Regions from separate parts of the Hordeum vulgare genome. Here all the other regions are linked to region 3. The links are chromatin contacts, called in public Hi-C maps. All regions are on one chromosome and are shown on one strand. The core of a region is the stretch at or near the end of the contact, and the rest is flanking DNA. Distances in the headings are between cores, read along the strand shown. Region 1 has its middle 37 kb from the start of LOC123398327. Region 2 has its middle 100 kb from the start of LOC123395470. Region 3 has its middle 31 kb from the start of LOC123396848.

What was found. A called contact is a pair of places that touch in the nucleus more often than the background predicts.
Region 1: a Hi-C map of seedling shows a contact between it and region 3, with 3 times the contacts expected there. The contact joins two enhancer-like sites. A contact is called at or near these places in 2 of 6 Hi-C or Micro-C datasets (leaf and seedling).
Region 2: a contact with region 3 is called in a Hi-C map of seedling, with 5 times the contacts expected there. The contact joins two enhancer-like sites. A contact is called at or near these places in 2 of 6 Hi-C or Micro-C datasets (leaf and seedling).

What each region holds. Positions count from the first base shown.
Region 1 is chr5H:445,759,835-445,762,621 of MorexV3_pseudomolecules_assembly, reverse strand. No RefSeq gene overlaps it. Among protein-coding and RNA genes, the nearest start is that of LOC123398327, 37 kb to the right of the region's middle. Within about 2 kb of position 1,446, at least 3 of the 3 cell types and tissues checked have open chromatin away from gene starts, as enhancers often do. A contact at or near this core is called in leaf and seedling, where this site is marked.
Region 2 is chr5H:446,382,083-446,384,922 of MorexV3_pseudomolecules_assembly, reverse strand. No RefSeq gene overlaps it. Among protein-coding and RNA genes, the nearest start is that of LOC123395470, 100 kb to the left of the region's middle. Within about 2 kb of position 1,367, at least 2 of the 3 cell types and tissues checked have open chromatin away from gene starts, as enhancers often do. A contact at or near this core is called in seedling, where this site is marked.
Region 3 is chr5H:446,088,468-446,091,390 of MorexV3_pseudomolecules_assembly, reverse strand. No RefSeq gene overlaps it. Among protein-coding and RNA genes, the nearest start is that of LOC123396848, 31 kb to the right of the region's middle. Within about 2 kb of position 1,645, at least 3 of the 3 cell types and tissues checked have open chromatin away from gene starts, as enhancers often do. A contact at or near this core is called in leaf and seedling, where this site is marked.

The DNA of each region.
Region 1 (2,787 bases), core at 197-2,696, 330 kb after region 3:
AAGGTTCAGAAAATCTGTGTGCTTTAAAAAAATCACGCTTTCAAATTTATTCACGTTTTTTAAAATAGTTCTTTAAATTCGGAAAACATTTTTGATGCAAATAAAAAATAAAAGGAAAAAGGAAAGAAAAAAGAACCAAAAAGATAAAAATAAAAGGGTAACTGAAAAAATTAACTGGGCCGGCCGCAATGAGCGGCAGGTAGAAGCTCCCAGTTGTGGAAGTCCTATTTGTGACGTGTTGCGGCAAATTGCCGAGCTTCCGCATGGAGGTTTGCGAGCGAGGGATGATCTGGGTCGGTCAGCCGATCGTTTCTGCCATCCGTGTTTTGCGAACCTTCCACGATATTTCTGAATTAGTTTTTTATTTGTTTTGGGAACTTTCTAGGAGGTTCCTGAACCAGATTTTTTGCTGTTTTTATTTCTTTTTTTCTTGTTTCTTTTTAATTTTCGCTCTTTTTACTGTTTCTTTTTTCACTCCTTTTTCGTTTTATAAAAAATAATCAGAAGTTGGAAGATGTTCCTGTTATTATCTTTTCTTAACAAATACAAAAACCAATTCTCCATTTTTTACAAAAACACTTGCATATTTAGAAAAATTGTTCTTCTTTAAAATATTATTCATAAGTTCAAAAATGAAAGTTTGCATTTCCTAATTTTATGGACTTTGAAAGAAATGTTCCAATTTCAAAATTCATTCGCAAATTTAAGAAAAATGGTCGTGTTTTCCAATTTTGTTGGGTAGTTTCAAAAAATATTTCCATTGCAAAATTCATTTGCAGTTTTCAGAAATGTGTGTTTTTCTAATGTTGTTTAGAAGTTTCAAAAAATATTCATGATTGCATAAAAACTGGTCATGTTTTTCAAAAACTGTTCGCTTATTTTTAAAAACAAATTAAAATTTTATTCCGAGATTTTTAAAAAATCTTGTTTCAAAAATTGTTCACGGATTCTAAAAATATTGTCGTTTCCAAATTTATGTTCAGAGTTTCTAAGAATATTCACTTAAAAAATTCACATATTCAAAAATGTTCGTGATTTTCAAAAAAGTGTTCAGTTTATTAAATAATTATTCGCATATTCAAAAACGTTTGAGCCTTTTTTATTCTCAAATTTGAAAAGTGTTTGCTTTTAGAAAAACACTTCTTTCAAAATAATGTCCGTATTTGAAATTTGACAAACTACTCAGATTTACATTACCTTTAACTTCACGTGCCATAATAAACCAAGAAAGCTTATCTATTCCATTGTCTAGGCTCGTGTGTTCAATCCCTCCTTCAAGCATTCTTTTTTGGAATTTTTGAGTGTGTTATGCTAATGGGTCGGCCCGTCTGAAGTCGTGCATGTGTGTCTCTCGGCAATTCGTGTCAATGTGTGGTGCAAAGGAGTTTCCATAAGTTGCTCTTCAAGCACAGGATGAGCTAGCTGGCCCATTAGTATAGGGCTCACTTGTTATCTATTTTGTTGTAGGGATGGCACCTGCCCGATTTGGATACGGATCGACCCATCCCGTACTCTTATCCATAGTCTCAAATCTTACCCATCACTCGTACTCATATCTGTCGGCGGTTACAATTTTTTCCTTACCTATCACCTGTCAGGGTAAATGGTACCCACTGATAAAATTACCCAGATTTATAACACATCAATTTGAGTGTTACCTGGTCATAACCAACACCTCATAATAATAACATATAAACAACAACACTTCATGACAGCTACACATACTCATAAACAGCAACACATTTTGGGTGTGGGCCAGCTGCCAAAATTATATACATATCATATGTTTAATATGTGAATAAATAATATTTAAGACCTAATTTTTAGATTATATGTGGGTACACGGGTACGCGTGTATAGCTTATACTAAATCATACCCCATACCCACTATATGATGGGTTTTAAAAATCATTTATATATTCATGGGTATTTTTTAATCCATACCCTTACCCTAATAAGGTTTTGCCCACCGGGTAAGTGGGTAATGGGTATCCATTGCCTTCCTGATTTGGTTTGCATCTTTTTCCTTATTTTCACCTTTTTGTGTCTTTTGCTTTTTTTTTTGGTTTCCTTTGTTTTTGTCCATTTTAATGTGTTTCTTTTTCCCTTTCAATATATGTTTTAATTTTCAATGTTTTTCCTTGGTTTCCTGCATTTCTCTGTTGGTTGCATCTTTTTTCATTGGTTTTCTTTGATTTTTCTATCTTTCTAATTACGTGTTTTTATTTATGGTTTTGATCGATTTTCTTTGGTTCTGAAACCTTTTATTTTGTATGTGTTGTTGTATCTTCTTTCCTTGGTTTTCTATGTACGTATGAAATATATTTTAATACATGTTAATATTTTTGTAACATAAAATTAACATATTTTCATAATAAAATTATGCCTATATATTTCCTGTATATCAGAATCTTGTTTTAATACGTGTTTAGTTTTTAATATATTATTAACATTTTCTAGGTACATGATATTTTCTTTTGAAAAAATTGAGTTTTGATATTTAATTTTTTAATACACATTCTACATTTAACATATACATTAGGAAAAAATTATACAAATTTCGCATTTTTTAATAGATTATTTACATTTAATACAAACATTTTGTTTTTAATGACTATTCTTTTGATACACATTGTAAAAAAAAATGTATATATCAGGAACATTTTTTGATAGAAGTGTAACATTTTAGAAATATATGATTAAGGTTTTCGGATACACAATCACTTTTTTATGGAACTAGAAACAATAAAGGATTTACCGTCACATTTAATAAACAGAAAAAAGCAA
Region 2 (2,840 bases), core at 118-2,617, 290 kb before region 3:
GATCCCTGCGACCGGTAATGGGCCAGCTCAGATGACAACCTTCTCTCGTCATCCTGTGCGAAGCCCCGACATATTAACACAAGGAAAAAGTCCAATTTCAACCTTGAACTTGTATTGGTCGAACGAAATGAACCCCAAATTCAAAATCTCGATCGATTATATCCTGAACTATGCAATTCCGGTCTAAATCGAACCCTGACACTGTGTCAAGCGGGGTTCGTCTGGTGGGCCGGCCCGTTTAATTTTTTTCGTTTTTTTCAAAGGGCACACATCCTTTCCCTGCTGAACCGGCTCACTTCAGTTTTATTACGTTAAAAAAATGCATTGTTGGCACAGGTCTTGTATGCAGTGACTTGGTCGAGTACTTTTCAGCTGCACGGGACTGCATGTAAGTAAACTTGGTTCCACCGAAACACACGACATACGAGCAAAGCTAATTAATTCAGATAAGCTGATGCGTGCAAATACAACGAGCAACTGGATCGATTTTAGCCTTGATAGCTTGTGCACGCGCTGCACAATACGCCGCATTTGATCCGTACTATATAAAGTATTATTTTTTCATTTTTATTTGAGGTGCTTCCTACGTATAAAATAACCAGCGGACTTCACATGTTTTCGAAAATCCGTGAATTTTAATTTCGAAATAATTTGGCAACACGCAATAAAACATTAATAATATAAGAGAAAATAAACAGTAACAAGAAAAAAAAGTACGTTGCATTTGAGAAATGTATACAATGTATTAAAAAAATTAAGTACATGTAAGGCGTGAACTTTTTCAAATCGTTTTTTAAAGGCGTGAAGTTTTGTTCAATTCGCTTTCTCAAGGCAAGATTTTTTTCAATTCATTTTTTTAAGGCGTGATTTTTTTTAATTTGTTTCTTTTCTTATTTATTTTGTCCATTTTCTTATTTAAGGCGTGATTTTTTTCAATTATTTTTTTAATTCGTATGTACAATGGCGCGTGTACGTACTTACGGTTGCTTACGTCGGCCAGGTTTCAGGTTCAGGTCGCTGCGGGTTTTTCTTTTGCTGTTTTAAAAAAGAAAAAAATGAAAGTGGGCTGACCCAACGAGAAATAGTACAAATGCCATCAATCCCGGTTATCTTTTGGCAATCCTTATTTGCCAAACAACGTCATGGTTCAATTTAGACCGGGATTGCATAGTTCAGGGTGCAATCTACTGGGATTTCGACTTCAGGGTTCGTTTCGACGGGTCTCTACGAATTCAGGGTTTAAAATAAACTTTTTCCTTAACACAAACAGTCGGCAAATAGTGTTTTCCGCAAGCCTGGACCTCCTATATAGCGCGGTGGTTGCCAGGGGTCATGCGAAGGCACATCCTATGTACCGCATTTTGCTGCGAATAACGAACGGGATGCACATAAGGCGTGCGGCTGGGCTGGCCCACTGGGAGGTCCTTAACACATCATCAATAGCAGGAATCTTTTTCTGAATTGCTGAACACATCAGCAACAAAGGGAATGTTTTCTTAAATACATGAACAAATTTTGGAACCGCAAACATTTTTCAAAATTTTGAACAATATTTGAAAAAATGGAACATTTCATGAAACTCCTGAGAACAAAGTATATAACTACGAACATTTCAAGAATCCGTGCACAAATATTAAAAAATGGGACATTTCATCAAATTCCGAGAAAAATTGGAACCGCAAATATATACAAATTTTGTGACGAAATTTAGAAATTATGAACATTTATTGAATTGCAAATAAATTTTAAAACGAGACAAACTTTTTTGAAATTTGTGACTAAAATTTTAAATTGATATTTTTTTAAACTAGAATGTTCTTTGAAATATGTACACTTATTGAATTAGGAAACAAGATTTGGAAAATGAGAACATTTTTAAATGTCCTGAACATTTTTTGAAATACGAACACTTTTCGAAAGATGTGAACATTTTTCCAAATTCAAGGCTATGATTACTTTTTTTCTTTAAAAGAACAAAAAAAATGAAGTAAAATAAAAGGAAAATAAAAAGAAGTATATATAAAAAGGAAAATATAAATTGGAAAAAGAAAAAGAAACGAGACAAATTAAAAAGGAACAGAAAATAAAAAAAACTAATAAAAAATAAGCAGAAAAAAAGGGAGAAACCAAAAAAGGTTCCGGATCCTTGTAGAATTTTTTCCAAAACCAAAAAACAATGCGGAAAACCTCTAGAATGTTCGCAAAACCAGATTGCTGAAGGCCCAAATGGCCTGGGCCAAACTGATTTCTTGCTCGATGTCCTTGTGCGACAGGTAGTCAACTTGCAGTAGAATGCGGTAAATAGGGTTTCCTCATGCGAAGACGCACTCTCTCTTCCCCTGGCGCGTCAGTTTAGGCCGGATATATGGGAGTTGGATGTCCCTGCTTTTTTTCGTTTTTACTTTTCATTTTTTATTTTCTGTTTTTTCTATTATATGTCAAAATATATCAGAACTAAAAAAGGTTGTAAAATTACGAAATTTTGTGAATTGTCAAAAACTGTTCTTGAATTCAAAACAATCATGATTTCAAAATCATTAGCACCTTTTAAATTGTGAATAAAATTAATTTTTTTTATAAAAATGAATTAATGAGAATTTTGTAATAACGACGAACATTTTCTGTATTTGAGGAATCAATTTCGATTTCATTTACATTATTTGAACTTGATGAGCAAAATCTCTATTTAAGAACATTTTTTCTGTAAGAATTGATGAACAATTTTGGAATATATTGAACATTTATTGGAAACGATGATAAAATTTCAAACTTGATTAACATCTTTTTATTTCGGTGATTTTTTATTTATTTTGATGAACGTTTTTCATTTGGATGAACTT
Region 3 (2,923 bases), core at 396-2,895:
GACTCCTTTGACGGTGCGGCGAACTAGTTGGTAGACTCATCGTCGCAAAGAGAGTCCGCATGAAGACAATGGAAAGAGAAGGAAAAATGTAGTGCCCGCGTCATGACAACGTCAGTGCAGTAGGTCGAGAGAGAGGAAGTCAAGATAACCGACGTCGAAAACGACTTCAGTGTAAAAGGATACGGCCAAGAAGGAATGCCGCAGACGTCGAAAGGGAGGAATAGAAGGACCGTGGAAAAAAGAAGAAAAAATATAGTATGCATGAAATTATGACGTCAATGCAGTAGGATCGTCGCGAATGTCGTGTGAAACTGCATGATAAAGCTGTCGATTGTAAGTAATGAATTTGATAAAATTCTTGCAAAATAGCTTTAAACATAAACACAAAATTAAGCATTCATGATCGAGGAAACTATAAACCGATCAAAAAAATGAAAACTTAACATCGATGCGCATCGTTTTTGTGTAGAGTTTTTTTCATTAAAATATCATTGTGTAGATTAGAAAGGGGAAATGAGATTAGAAGTAGTTTAGTGAATGTAGAATATGCAGACAAGGGAATACCCATGTGCACTCACTATAGGTCAGCTTAGCTCATAAGAAACTATCAATTTGAACATGCTAGCGAGCCTAACACAGATGTGCTTTTAAGTTTCGTGCGATGCATACCCTAAGTGAACGCAATAAAACAAACCGGTTAGTTTTTTCTTGCGCGGTTTTGCTTAGGCCTAATGCAGGCAAGCAAACACGTCCAAGTGGCTTATGATGTTGGACACGATATATGTCTCTCCTAGCCATTCTTCTAAGAGAGAGAAATTTGGGTTGACCATTTTCGATTGATCCCTGTTACTGCTAGCGTCTAGTCCATCTGAACGACCGTCAGAACGGAGAACTGGTGTGCGATTCGAGCTTTGTTCCCTTCGCAATGGATCCAGACGAGCTCTGATGCACGCGAACACAAACCATCCTTCAAAAAGAAACGAACGCGAGCCACGGCATGAAAGGACCCGAGGCAAAAGATGGTCGAATCAACAACGACACATTTCAACAAGAATTCTATACGCATTCCAGGGGAAGAAATCCGGACCACTCATTGTTTTATTATTTTTGATATACCTGACCACTCATGCTAAGTGGGAAGAAATCCGGAAATCCGCAGGCGGCGTCATGGCTTAGCTGAAGCGAGCCCTCAGTTGGGCCCGTCTATTTCTGCTGATTTCTTCGGGCTGTTTTTTCATGTTTTTTTCTGTTTCTAAACTGTTTTTTTCTTAAAAACTGTTCGCCAAATATATTAAAACATTCACCATATATTTAAAAAGTGTTCATTTTGTATTTGATAAATGGTCACATATGTTAGATAAGTGTACATGTATACCAAAAGAAGTTTGAAATATTAAAAAAATATTGAAATTATAAAACCAGTCGAAATTATCTTGTATTTAAAAAACTAATTTTAATATGAAAACAATAGAAAGGTTAAAACAATTGCTACACTATTACTAGCTTTTTTTAGACAATACCGTGACTACTCGTTGTTGGGCTTCCGCAAAATAAAACTACTCGTTGTTGGGGCAGCCCACTTGGTGATTCCCTATGCGAAAGATCTTCTATTGGACGCGAATGGTGGTCAAGTAGGAGCACTCACTAAAGGCAGCTCTTATGTGTCGCGTTCTGCGACACACTGTCAAGCAAACGCATAGGGCAGTGTGACCTGGGCTGGCCCAGTAGTAAGTGTACTGTAGTGAAGGATTGAAAATACAAAAAAGAAAAGGAAAGCATTCAAGCATACTTGGGATCAAACCCCTAAGTTCCATCGGTTGTGCGCGCAACAATAGCCAACACACCAGATATTTTTTTATGGTTTCCAGGTAGCGCAGTGCTTTAAGAATTATCTACTTGTATGGACATCTGTAGCTACAGTCGTCATAGTCCGACACACACACACCAGATATTTTAAATGAGTAAATGATGATGTAGCTTCTGCATGTTGTAAACAAAAAGAACCTATTCCAAAACTAGACTTCATTTAAAATCACAAAAACTTTAGAAAATGTAAATCTTTTTCAGCAACTGAATATTTTTCTGAAAAAAATGATATTTTCTAAAATATGCGAACCTTTTTTTAAAAACGTTGAGCATTTTTAGATTTATGGGAACATTTATTCGAACTTTTGTATATTTTCTGAAAATAGGAAACAGTATTTTGAAAGCGCGAACATTTTTCAGAAAGACGAACATTTTTCAAATTACAAACATTATGTTAAAAATGTGAACATTTTTTGAAATATAATAACATTTCTAGAAAATAAGCAAAGAAATTTATGAACATTTTTTTAACTGTGAACAAATTTTGAAACTGCAATTTTTTTGAATTTTGAATAAATTTTGAAACATGAACAAATTTCAAATTCGAGAACAAAATTATCAAATTGGGAATATTTTACTAATTAACAACAAATTTTGAAACCGCAATTTGTTTTTGAATTTTGAACAAATTTTGAAGCACGAACAAATTCCAAATTCATGAACAGAATTATAAAACAATGAACATTTTTTTAATTTTGAACAAGTTTCGAAACTGTAAACATTCTTTGAATTGTGAAGTAATTTTGTAACATGATTAAATTTCAAATTTTGAATGAAATTAGCAAAGTGTGATTTTTTTGAATTATGAACAATTTTTTAAGCCCATACATTTTTTGAATTGTGAACAAATATTGAAACTTAAACAAATTTCAAATTTGTGAACAAAATTTAAATTGTGAACACTTTTTGAATTGTGAATAGCCTTTGAAAGCGTAAACATTCTTAAATTACGAACAAATTTTGAAACCGTAAACATTTTTTGAGTTGTGAACAATTTTTTTTTCTAAAAATGAACTAATTTTGAAACTATGATTTTTTTAAAGTAAACTTGACAAAA